Regions from separate parts of the Pan troglodytes genome. Here region 2 is linked to region 1. Evidence: chromatin contacts called from public capture Hi-C data. All regions are on one chromosome and are shown on one strand. The core of a region is the stretch at or near the end of the contact, and the rest is flanking DNA. Distances in the headings are between cores, read along the strand shown. Region 1 overlaps LOC104001998 (a long non-coding RNA gene). Region 2 overlaps LOC104001998 (a long non-coding RNA gene).

Region 1 (6,218 bases), core at 1,525-4,024:
GGGAAACTGAAGTTAACTATGAAGTGGCTGACACTGATGAGATGGGGGCATTTCATGGAAGTCTTAACAGATGCCGACTTTCTCAGGTGCAGTGGTGGGATGGGCAGACCAGGCAGATGAAGCAGGTATGGAGGTGTAGAACCACAAAGGAGTTTGTTAACATCAAAGGAAAAACATACAAAGAAGTTCTAGAGATTTACAGATGTATAACCACTGAAGCCTATTTTCAAGACATCCTTGCTCCCCAGAACTCAAAAGTCTTTTCCAAAGATGAACTCCCCAATACCCCATGTGTAGGACACTAACATATGCTCTAGGTAGACAAGAAGGCACCTCCAGGGAAAAAAAAATGTGTTTAAGATAAACCTGCTCCTTTGCCCTCACCCTTTTATTATTTATATTCTCTCACTCATCTTCTTATCTTTGAGAGTCTTCCACGTATTAGTGGAATTAGTGGGTCTTTGGTGAAACCAGCGAGGATGACTGGGAAGCAGAGGAAAAGTGGCAGACTCTTGGTGAGCACGAGGCCTCATGGTGAGCACAGACCAGCAACCCCAGGGTAAAGACGGGCCTACAGATCCTGTACCATCCTCCTCTCTGCCGTCTTTTCCATACCTACTCTCAACCCACACAGATACAGTCATCAAGACAACCTGCCTCCCCAAAGTCTCATATGCCCCCAGAAAAGCCTGACTCTGACACCGTCTCTCAGTGTAACTGAGAAGGGAGGTTCCTCATCCTATAGTCACCCAGACCTCCTCCATCACAGACTCAAGACCCCAGGGCAAACTTTGAAGTTGTTCAAAGTGAGGATGAAGGATCTTCTCAGATAGGTCACCTTTATCTAGAATCTTCAGTGGAAGGGCCTCTTGGGATAGAAGACCATGGGTTCTGGAAACAGAAGAAGCAGAGTTAGACCCTGCTGGCACTCTATGGGCACCAGGGAATAAAACCCCCAAATGCTTGTAGGAGAAAGGGAGAGAAGAGAATCATGTGTAAAAAGCTAAGGAAAACTTCCTGCTAACAGACACATGGCGGTAAACAGCAGACACTGTTAGCTAATACCCCCCTCCTCCTTTCTCTTCCAGAACTCTCCTGAAAGATCTCCTGGGTTGTGCAGAATGTGGATAGTGATAGTTTCTTGCTCCAATTTACTCCTCGCACAATCTCTTCTCCTATCTGTAGGCAAGGCTAATTCTTGAGTGGCTTTGATTGAAAACCAACTGTGATGATTTTAAAAAACCACAAATCAGGCCTAACAAGGATGGCACATTAAGAAAATATTTGAATATCTTCCAATGAGACCCACAAAGCCTCTCCATCGTGTCATTTGTACTTAATGGGTGCTGCCCCAGACTTCAAATATTTCAATATGCCTTTCAAGTCAGTTTCCTGTCTGCCTAAGCCCCGTGTTGAACCACCCCTGTTGATATGGTTTGACTGTGTCCCCACTCAAATCTCATCTTAAGGTGTGGCTTTCATAATTCCCATGTGTTGTGGGAGGGACCCAGTGGGAAATAACTGAATCATGGGGCAGCTTCCCCCATACTGTTCTCGTAGTGATTAAGTCTCATGAAATCTGATGGTTTTATAAAGGGTTTCCGCTTTCACTTAGCTCTCATTCTCTCTCTTACCTGCTGCCATGTAAGACGTGCCTTTCGCCTTCTGCTGTGATTGTGAGGCTTCCCCAGCCATATGGAACTGTGAGTCCATTAAACCCCCTTTTCTTTATAATTTCCCCAGTCTCAGGTATGTCTTTATCACCAGTGTGAAAACAGACTAACACACCTGTTACCACACATACATTGTTACCACCATGGCTGATTCCCCAAACAGTACCCACTCTCTCCATCCTCATGTTCTAGTTGAAGGTACAGGAACATATAAACAGGGATTACAGCAAAACAGTAACAGTAACACAAGCCTATATGATGAAGCATGAATGTCCAAAGAGTATTGCAGATAGAAAGTGCTTAAGAAAAAAGGAGAGAGGGAGGAAAGGAGGGGGGCAAGGGCTGGAAAACTTCCTGTCAGGTACTATGTTCACTATCCGGGTGACAGGATCCATAGAAGCCCAAACCTCAGCACCACACGATATACTCTTATAACACACCTGCACATGTATCCCCTGAATCTAAAATAAAAATGGAAATTTTTTTAAAAAGAGAGATAGCGCTGGAGGAATCTAGAGGGGACAGAGAACTTCAATCAGAGGCAAGCAGACCAGGAGCAGCATTAGAGGTAGAGGTGAGTAGCTAGAATTGTGAGGCACAAGGCAGGTCTGCCCAGGGGAAAGTGAATTCCTCTGTCCAAACTATCCGAAAGAGAAAGCCTCAAGGCAGCGGTGTGCTGGTAAATGTTTAACAACCGGCTCTGATTTGTAGACTTTGACAATTTCCATCATATAAATACTCCCTCCATGGCCAGTTTCAACCTACCAACATGATATCAGTGCACAAAACTGGCTCTCCTGAATAGGTACAAATTGGCTCAAGCAGATCATGGGGACAAAACTATCTGCCTGAGACCTATTACATAGGTTTAGCCCAGTTTCATTAACCCCCAAACAGTACTTCTCGGGATGGAGATGGGCTGACAGAGAATAAATCAGCTGTATCAACACCCGATGTGCTGATTCCCTAAGCAGAATAGTAGGAAAGTTGGCCAATTTTTCTGTATGACAATTCCCTGAATATTGTTTGCAGTTCTCTAGCCCACCTCTAGTCTTCATATTGCCTTCTGTGAAGGAAAAGGCAGCTTAGCAACCTCCGCTGAGTCTTCTGGGCTAAAGAGACTGCATCAGCCCGGCCTATGCTGCTGACACCCTTGCTGATCCTCCTCATAGCACCTCCCCTGTTTCTCAAGTTAACCACTTAGCACTGTGAATAGACAGTTGGTATATGACCATCTGTGCTTCCAGGCAAGTCTTTAGATTTCTATTCACAGTGCTACATGGTGATATTGAGCCTACGGCCTGGAAGCCTATACTAACAGAACACCTAGAAGCAAAAATACCTTGAGACTCCCTGAATGCAAATAAAGCTTCCTTTGTGCTGCACTGATAAACTGGAAACACCAGAGAAGCAACAATTAGGGCTCCTGCACAGACCTCTCATAGAAAGTTTGGCTTTCCCTGGTGGCCCTTCAAACATTACCCCACTTCTTTTGTAGCCACTGTATGAAAAGGACACTACTATATATGTCAGGCCGTAGCAACATATCAGGACCTACATCAGCTGCCAGAGCAAGTGGGTGGTGGGAAGTGATTGAGTAGGGGTGGAAGAGGGTGGTGGGGCAGTGTCTAGACTACAAGTCCTGTTTAAGGGGTTTTTCTTCCATCCTATGTGTCTTAGGGGCAGTGCAACTTCAGGTGTAGAGGAATAAAAGCAAGCGTTTTCCATGTTTCTCCACACCCTCTCTTCCAGTTGGAGATCTGCATACATTTCTCAGAGAACAAGATAAGCCAAAAATAAGAAGTGAAGAGCCAAAAGTATGCCCTGAAAAAATAGTGTAAATAAATGTAGGGGTTTTTTTTTTCCTTTTTCATCCAGATCCTGCTCTCAATTATTTTTTAATACCTTAGTTATGGACAGTTGGAATGAAACATTCTAGGTAGCTGTTCTGAGACACAGTAAATAAGTCCATTTATTATTTCTTGGAGTGGTCTGAACTATGCAATCATTCTTTTTCTTGGCCCCTACCCTTTGCTTTCCAAGTGAATTGAGTTGAATTCATTATGAGACATTTTATTGTATCATGCTCCTCCTTGCTAAATACCTGACTGATTTCATTGTTTTCTCAGGCCATGAACCTAAAAACCTAACTGGCAGAAGGAAGTGTGTTCTTTTCCAGTGCACATCCATCCCACAGGAGGGGTTTCCGAGTGTATGCTACTGTTCCCAATGCCTGGCTATTGATCCTGATATTGCACAATTTTTCAATAAAGATCTTAATCACACAGACATAAATTAGCAGACATACTGCGAGAGAGATGCAGATGGCTTCTCTGACTAGAAATGCCTGCAGGCAATCGCATACCACATCAGGGAGCTTATCATTCCTTAAATATTTATGTTTGTTTTCTCCATTATGAAATTACCACATCCCTCTCAAGAATCCTACCAAATATGTCTATTGTCCGAGGGGATTTCTTTTTCTTTTACTGTGGCTTTCCAGATAGTAAGTACATAACTTTAAAACTCACTGAAGGTCTGGAGACTCTCTGGTTGCAGGAGAGAGGTGTGAATGCACCGATTTTTCTAACGTTTCTCTTTTTCCTAACTGCACAGAGACGTCACTCTGCATATGCTCATTCTTCCAGGAAGCACAGCTCAGAACAGTAGTGAACCTAATGTCTAGCAAATCTTGGACTCATCATTTATAACTCTTTTCCTTCTGTTACTTGCCATGAAATCTTAAGATTATAGAATCAGATACATTTTTGTGAAGTGACCTTTATAATATACTTAGCTCCACTTTTGCTATCAGCAAAATGGGGACAAACAAATCTGCCACCACCTCAATGAAGAAAGAATGAATAGCTTGGCTCCCCTGGGGAAGGTGGCGTTCTACAGAGCACAAGATAAGTCCTGGCAGAGATGGAAGAAAGGGTCCTTCTCACTCCCAGGTAATTTACAACCATGGACCCCAAGATGGGCCAACATCGGTCACAAAAGCCCAGAGACAGCTCCATTTACTCCTGTTCCAGCATAAGACCTCATCTTCCTTTTCTTATCTCCCAAGCTGCTTAGCACATTTCTATGTCCAATAACATTTAGTTAGTGGTTGACTAACTAAATGAAAGATGAACAGTCAGCTTGATTAGTGTCTTATCATTGTCTAACATATGTACAAAATTTAGTCTTTCAAAAACTAAAATGAAAAGATTGATAGCTCTTGCTTTGAATTATGAAATATCCAAAGAACTCACTGAAAAGTGTCTTAACTCATTTTGTTATCACATCTCAATTTTGTCCCATTCAGCAACTTTCTAGGACACAAATTGAAGAGGCTAGAGTCTTATGAATATCCCCTGAAGCCAAATAGATTATTTCATCCCATATTTTACTTTTCGGAATTTTTTTTGGCAGTCTTCTATTTGACACATGTCAAAACATCACTAGTATGTGTTAATATAATTTGTTAATTTGTAGAGAGGATGCTGTGAATTCTAGGCTGAATTCAATGGTCAGAGAATGTCTCACCCGGCTAAAGACCAATCAGGGTGTCTTTCAGTGTGTGCCCTAGCATATCTCTACCTGGCTTCTCTGCAATGTTACTTGCACAGTTAACTTAAATTGTATAATTATGACTAGTGTATATACTATAACTACATATAGCATAAATTATATCATTCTGCCTATAAAATTTTCATCAACTAAATGAACTGTTAGATTTAGAGGAAAGAGATCAGAGCTAATTAGTTTTTTATTTATTTTTGTTATACACAAATAAGTCCTTAATAAGTATCTCTCAGTGATAACCAAGACAGTGGTAGCAAAGATATAAGCACCTGGTGGAGCTGAAAACCCTGAGCATCGTTGTGTCAGATTTCCTGTCCTGCCACTTTCAGGCTGAAAATTACTCTTTGATCATTTTGATAATGCTTAAAATATATCCTCGATTCTTTGTTTAGAAATTTTTTTACAGGTACATAGTAAGTGTATATATTTATAGGGTACATAAATATTTTGATACAGGCATACAATGCATAATCATCACACTAGGATAAATATGGTATCCATCACCTCAAGCATTTATCCTTTCTTTGTGTTATGATCCATTTGTACTCTTAGTTATTTTTAAATGTACAATAAATTGATGACTATATTTACCCCATTGTGCTGTCAAATACTAGATCTTAATTCTATCTAACCATATTTTTATACCCATTAACCAGCCCCACTCTCCCTACCTCATCCCAGCCTCCAGTAACCATCATTCTACTATCTCCATGAGTTCAATCGTTTTAATTTTGATCCCACAAATAAATGAGAACATGCAAAGTTTGTATTGCCATGCCTGGGTTATTTCACCTAACATAATGACCTCCAGTTCTATCCATGTTGTTGCAAATGACAAGATCTCATTCCTTTTTATGGCTGAATAGTACTCCATTATATATGTGTACCACCTTTACTTTATCCACTCTTCTGTCGATGGACACTTAGGATGTTTCCAAATCTTGGCCATTGTGAATCGTATTGCAATAAATATGA
Region 2 (6,218 bases), core at 1,137-3,636, 100 kb after region 1:
AAGCCATTTTTTTCGAATACTGATATATTACCAACATTGAGAGAGCATCATATCACACGAAACATTTCCATGTTTAGAAAGACAATGTGCCATTCCTTTCCAGTCCCCCAGGACAACCACCTCAGTTGGATGACTTCTGTATAAATACAGAAGCTAACTGTGAAGAAATACACGTTCACTTCTTAGAAAAGTATTCCTGTGTTTATCTTTTGGTAGACCTGGGCTTCTTAGACATAAACCATTCCTTGTCAGCAACAAGTAGGCAAGTAGGGGTTTATTTTTGTCATTCATAAAATAAACCAGTTCCCAGCCAAAGGAAATGAGTCTTAGAGGCAACCCCGTCATAGACATGCTGTAGAAGTTACAAATGGCTCTGTGGCCCAGGCCATAAACAGTCTTTAGGAAGGCTGGTGCTGAGCTGTTGATATTAAAAATCACCTCATTAATTATGTTTGTAAACAATGCAGCTGCCTGTGCTTGCAAGCTGGCTTCCTCAGCATAATAATATTTGTAACAATAATAACCATCATTTCAAGCATAGCAATAAATAGTCAATCCAAGAACCTCATGTGAAATCACATCTGGGAGCTGCCACCTGGTCATTCAAAACACCTCTTCAGAAGGTAGGAAGGTTGTTGTTTGTTTTCCACTCAGAAGGCACTTTATCAGGATCAAATGCTCCACGAAAATCATCCCCCCTCACTTTTTTTAAAAAACTGGTCAACAGCTAGTGTGGGCAGAGTAACAAAACCAAGAAGAAAGCCAAGAGACAAAAGCAGGAAAGAGCTGGCCCTAAAAGCACATCATGTGGCATAACCTCCAGAAAGCATGAGGGGAAAGGGGCCTACTCCTCTCCCCTGGTGAAGGCTCAGTGAGGTTCAGACTGTACTTCAGGAGACCAACAAACCAGCCGTGCCTTCTTGGCGCTCGTTCAGTTACACTTTTATCGAACACCTACTATGCACTGGGTGTGCACCAGGTGCTACAGAAAAATTCACAAGCAGATATCCATTGCAGATGCCTGTCGGTGATGTAATTAGGACATACCTGGCCGACTAGGCAATACATAATCTAAGTGGCCTGGTATTTCCTTTCATTAAAGTCATACCTTTAGAGCACATATTTCTAAAGTTAGAGCAGCAATTGTAAGTCCTTAAAATTGCTAAAAGCAAGAGAAAAATATGTTTTCTTGTAACGCAGGTAAGCTAGAATTACTAGGCTTCTTTCCACATGAGAGGACAACACCTTCATACCTCATTTATGCCTCTTCCACATGTAAATTTTAATTCTGAACTTCACCGGAGAGAGATAAATGTGGCATCCAATTCCAAAGCATTACCCATTTTCTCTGTCTCTGTCCCTCTCTTTCCCCTCTCACTCTGTGTATATATTAATTTTATAGATCTTTTTATTGTCTGAACTACACTGGTTGCATGAGAAGCAGAATAGGCCAAGAAGTTCCATTTCACACATGCCATCCTTATAATTCAAATAGGACAATAAAAAGAGAGAGAGAGAGAGAGATCTATAAACTGGTGATAAATCAGTGTCCTAAACCAAATTAACCATCGAAATAGATTATCATAAAAATAACGCCATGAAAAATATTCTTCACCTTCCTGGTTCAGCTGCCTGTAATGGAGAAAGGGAAGGGGGGTGTGTGTGTGTTTGTGTGTGTGTGTGTGTGTGCGTGTACATTGCCACACGCAGATGCAGACATGCACACACAGGCCAGAGGGCACGCAGTTACATGCTGCTTGCTCCTCCCGGAACAGAGAATGCTAAGAAACCTCAGGATTGATCCCCAGCCTTCCCAGTTTCTAAAGCTCAGCTTTCGTCCAACCTGGTAAATAACAATACCATGTGCCAAGTGTTATGTTAGACCCTGAGGATACAAAATGAGCTAAAGTGGACACAATCCTTATCCTAATAAAACTTCCAGTCAGGGGTAGAATAGATGGAAATTAATCAAATAATTATATGGATAATATTTTTCTAACTATACATCCTAATAACTGCCTAAGAAAATGCACCAGCGGCTATGAGAGCACTGAACAAGGGAACCCAGCTTAATCTGAAGTCAGAAATGAATGCATCTTTGAGCTGGAGAACGAGTGGAGGCCAGAGTGATATAAATGGCCCACCAGCAGGCAGCATCCTCCATCAGTAGGAGGAGTGAAATGCACTTTTATCACAGGAGAAGGTTGAAGGAGAATGGATGAGCAAATGTGAATGGGACCACAAGCAACAAGAGGAGGAGGAATGTTCCACACAAAGGGAACCACATATACAAAGACTCTGAGGACAGGCGAGAAGCACGTAACAGGAACTGAAAGGCAGCCACAAAGGGAGAGCAGAGAGCAAGAGGAGGGCGGTGTCAGATGCAATGAAACGGGCAGAAGCCAGATCATGGAGATTATTAGCATGTGGAGGGGAGGATGATGCACGGGAGTGCTGAGCTTTCTCTTTCAAAAGCTCACTTTGTTTTCGTGTGGAGAACAGGTTGACATGAAAGAAGGAAGGAGCTGGGAAGACAGTTCTTAGTCCTCCACCTGAGTCTTGGCGAGAGATCGGACCAGGAGTCTAATACTAACTAGCTCTGTGACCCTGGATAATTTGCTTCACCCCTTTAAGCCTCAAATTCCCCACCTGTAAAATGGCAATAATAATGGTTTTGGTGGGGATTAAATGAGATCGTGCCTGTGGGGCACTCAGCCCTCTGTAAGCCTTCAATAAATGTTAGCTGTTGGTGGTGCTGGAGATGGAGAGAAACAGACAGATTAGAGAGATATAATAGTCTAACAGCAAGCAATCACCCTACCTAACTCTTACCTAAACTCCTAAAATGTGAGGGGGCACATTTTTTTCATAGAAGAAAGGTCAGGGAGGAATTAATGAGGAAAAGCAATTGGTACCAATATGAGAAATTTCCCAAATTTGCAATTTTTTTTTTTTTTTTTTTTTGGAAACAGAGTCTCACTCTGTCCCCCAGGCTGGAGTGCAGTGGTGCGATCCTGGCTCATTGCAACCTTTGCCTCCTGGATTCCAGCAATTCTCGTGCTTCAGCCTCCTCAGTAGCTGGAACTACAGGCACGTGCCACCACACCCAGCTAATTTTTGTATTTTTAGTAGAGATGGGGTTTCACCACGTTGGCCAGGCTGGTCTCGAACTCCTGACCTAAAGCAAGCCACCCACCTCGGCCTCCCAAAGTGCTGAGATTACAGGTGTGAGCCATCGTGCCCAGCCTGAAACAATTCTTGTTCCTTATTATTAACACTGCCAGAAATATTTAAGCTATGAAAGGTATCTGAGACCATTTAGAGAAGTAATTCCTAAAAAATGCTCAAGCAATATCTTCAACAAGCTTTGTGACAACAGCAACAAAAAGACTGCAAAAAAGTAAATGACTTGCCCAAGATCATAGGGTTGTTAATGGCTGAAGCCAAGAGTGCAACCTGGGTTAAACTCCAAGTCTGTACCCTTTCCAGAAGGGGACAGAGCCTCCTGAGAAGTCCAAATCCAACCCATTCCTTCCAGATTAGTTTAGTCAGAAAAACAAACAACAGCAAACCCCAGGAAACGAGGTACAGTTGAAAGTCCAGTTCTATTGTTTATATTGAAAATTATGGTGACGCTACATTGTTTTGGTGTTTGGTAAATTGTATCACTCTAGTATTAGTGTTATAAAATAGCTCTTGCCTTTGGACATAATAACGTCTTTTTGAGGGCTTTATCCAAATGCATACAGGAAGCAAAATAAACAAAAGCAGTGTTATTTGTCCACTGCAAAAGGCAATTGTTATTAACTTTTAAGGCAAGTTGGATGATAGGCTATTTGCATATCCGAAACTTCTAATGCAGTAAGAAAAAAAAAATTAACCTCTGTATTAAGCACAGACTCAAGGTCTGAGAGACTTCCTTAATTAAATCAAACTGCTTTTCCACAGAAGCTTTAGGTAGAACCTACCTATGGGAAGCTTAAGGTAATTGATCCTGAAATTAAGCATTCTTTCAAAATCTGGGCACCGGACTTTTGGCGTACTCACAGAAACCAGAAGTGGTTTCCCCTGGCTGATCTTTGAGGGTGTCCCCTTTAAACTTGCCAGCCTCCTTCCGTGGAAGATAAAATCATGCAGGGGTATGGATTAGCTATCATGTCATTATAGCAGGCACAGCCGTCTGTTACAGGTAAATTGCTAGGCAATGTAATAACAATGCATTTTATTTACTGTGCAGGGTGCTTATCTACAGAAATGTTCCCGACAAACAAAGAAAGGCACAGCTAACCGCCTTCTCTTTAGAATACAGGCTGAAGCTATGCCAGCACCTTCAGAGAATAAAAATGCTAAATAATCTCTGTATAAACAGAGTCCCTAAAAACTCAATGCATTTCCTAACAGAAGCAGAAAAGGCAACTGGTGCCTGGGATGTCCACGAGGTCTTTCTCAGGCTCCTATCACTGCTGACTAAATCGCATCCCAATTTGGGGAGGAACCAACCAATGGTCAGTGTAAGTCCAGACTAAGAGCATTCATTGTTGTTAAATGATGATGATGATGAGGTTGATAAGGTTGACTACCATTTGTCACATGCTTGTCATCTGCCTTGCACTTTTCAACATTGTCTTTTTTTAATTCTCAAAACAAACCTATGTTAGTCCTGCTCTTAACCTCATTTAACAGATGAAGAGTTTCACAAGTAAGGAAACTGTCCACTCAGCTGTTAACTTGAAAATTCAAAAATAAGCCTGCCTCCCTCCAAAACTAGGGATATGAACCTCTGTGCTAGACCGTTCTCAAGAATCTGAGGAATTTGCCTGAGGCTGGACTTAGCATTCAGGACTCTTGCCCTCCCCTGCTATTGGTGCCTACCTTATGCACACATCCCACCCACTGAAGCATCCACTGGGCTCACACTTTGTGCCCCACAATGAGGGCCACCAATACAAAGGGCACTGTTTTACTAAAAACCTAGTAGATGCCTTTTAAACATACAGCCGTCCATGAATAGAATAAGTGAACTAATGAATGAAGGAATGAAGAAATCTAATTAAAGAGTCTAGGATGCAGCCTACAGAGACATGACTGGAATGTGATTGCTCTAAAAGAAAGCTGTGACTTAATCAATAGTATTAACATATCTGAAGAAAGAATGTGTCCACAGAAGGAAGGCGGTCTGCCCAGAGTTCAGAAAAATGGAGCACTATTGAATTTGGTGTTTATCCAATTGTGCCCAAGGGAGAGAGGGAGTACATATGGCATTGATAGAAAGATGTACCAGGATTGCTTAGTTCACTTCAATAGTCTTTGTAAACCTACTATGTGCCATGCTGTACAGTAGGCACTGTGAATGAACACACACAGACACACACACACACACACACACACACACACACAGTTCCTAACATGGAGAAACTTGCAGTGATAGTAGGAGAGACCAGCACATAAACAGTTCTTAAACGCTCAGTGCTACAACTGAGATATGTGAAAGGTGCTACTGAGTACAGAGGAGAAAACCTTAGTCCAAGGTCTGGGAAAACTTCCTGAAGTGACCCTTGAGCTGTGTTTCAACAAATAAGCAAGTGTCATCCAGGCCATAACAGACACAAAACAATTATAAGCAGAAGAACCAGCAGCTGTCCACATCACAGCATGTCAGGGATAAAAATAGTGCCTATTGCCTATTAGTCCAGAGACAGAAGATGGTGTATTTAAGTAGCCTGCAATTTATCCTTAGGGAAATAGGGAACCTTTGAAGGATGCTAGCTGGGGAATAACAAGATAAACTTGCATTTTAGAAAGATCATTCTGGCAGGAATATAAACAATGGAAGTGAATATAAAGAAAAGCCAAGAAGGCCTACAGACAAGTTTGAAGTTATTATCAAAGACCCTGGTGAGGCTCTGTCCTAGATCAAGGATAGCTAGGATAAGGAGAAGAGGGAAAAGTAAATATTTAGGAAGCGATGTTGACCGGTTGGATGGGAAGCTTGAAAGAGAGATGAGAAATCAAGAGTGATTCCAAGTTTCTGGCTTGGATGCGGTGTTAATGGTTGATTGGATGAGAAGGATGAAGAGATAAGGAATCTAAGATGATTCCAAGTTTCTGGCTTGGATGACCAAGTTGATGGTAATATCACGAACCAGGATAGAAAATATAAGAGGAGCAGCAAATTTGGATTTGGAAGCTGAAGAAAATGAGTCTTGTTCTGAACATGT

Evidence for each region. Capture Hi-C pulls out chosen DNA fragments and counts their contacts.
Region 2: a capture Hi-C map of stem cell-derived neural stem cells shows a contact between it and region 1, with 2.3 times the contacts expected there. The contact joins two enhancer-like sites. A contact is called at or near these places in 2 of 7 Hi-C or Micro-C datasets (induced pluripotent stem cells and stem cell-derived neural progenitor cells) and 1 of 1 other capture datasets (stem cell-derived neural stem cells).

What each region holds. Positions count from the first base shown.
Region 1 is chr15:32,345,912-32,352,129 of NHGRI_mPanTro3-v2.0_pri, forward strand. The region is part of intron 1 of LOC104001998 (a long non-coding RNA gene); the gene reads right to left. Among named protein-coding and RNA genes, the nearest start is that of EGLN3, 160 kb to the left of the region's middle. Within about 2 kb of position 2,775, at least 2 of the 24 cell types and tissues checked have an H3K27ac peak or open chromatin away from gene starts, as enhancers often do. A contact at or near this core is called in stem cell-derived neural stem cells, where this site is marked.
Region 2 is chr15:32,448,510-32,454,727 of NHGRI_mPanTro3-v2.0_pri, forward strand. All of the region lies in intron 1 of LOC104001998 (a long non-coding RNA gene), which reads right to left. Among named protein-coding and RNA genes, the nearest start is that of SPTSSA, 240 kb to the right of the region's middle. Within about 2 kb of position 2,387, at least 2 of the 24 cell types and tissues checked have an H3K27ac peak or open chromatin away from gene starts, as enhancers often do. A contact at or near this core is called in stem cell-derived neural stem cells, where this site is marked.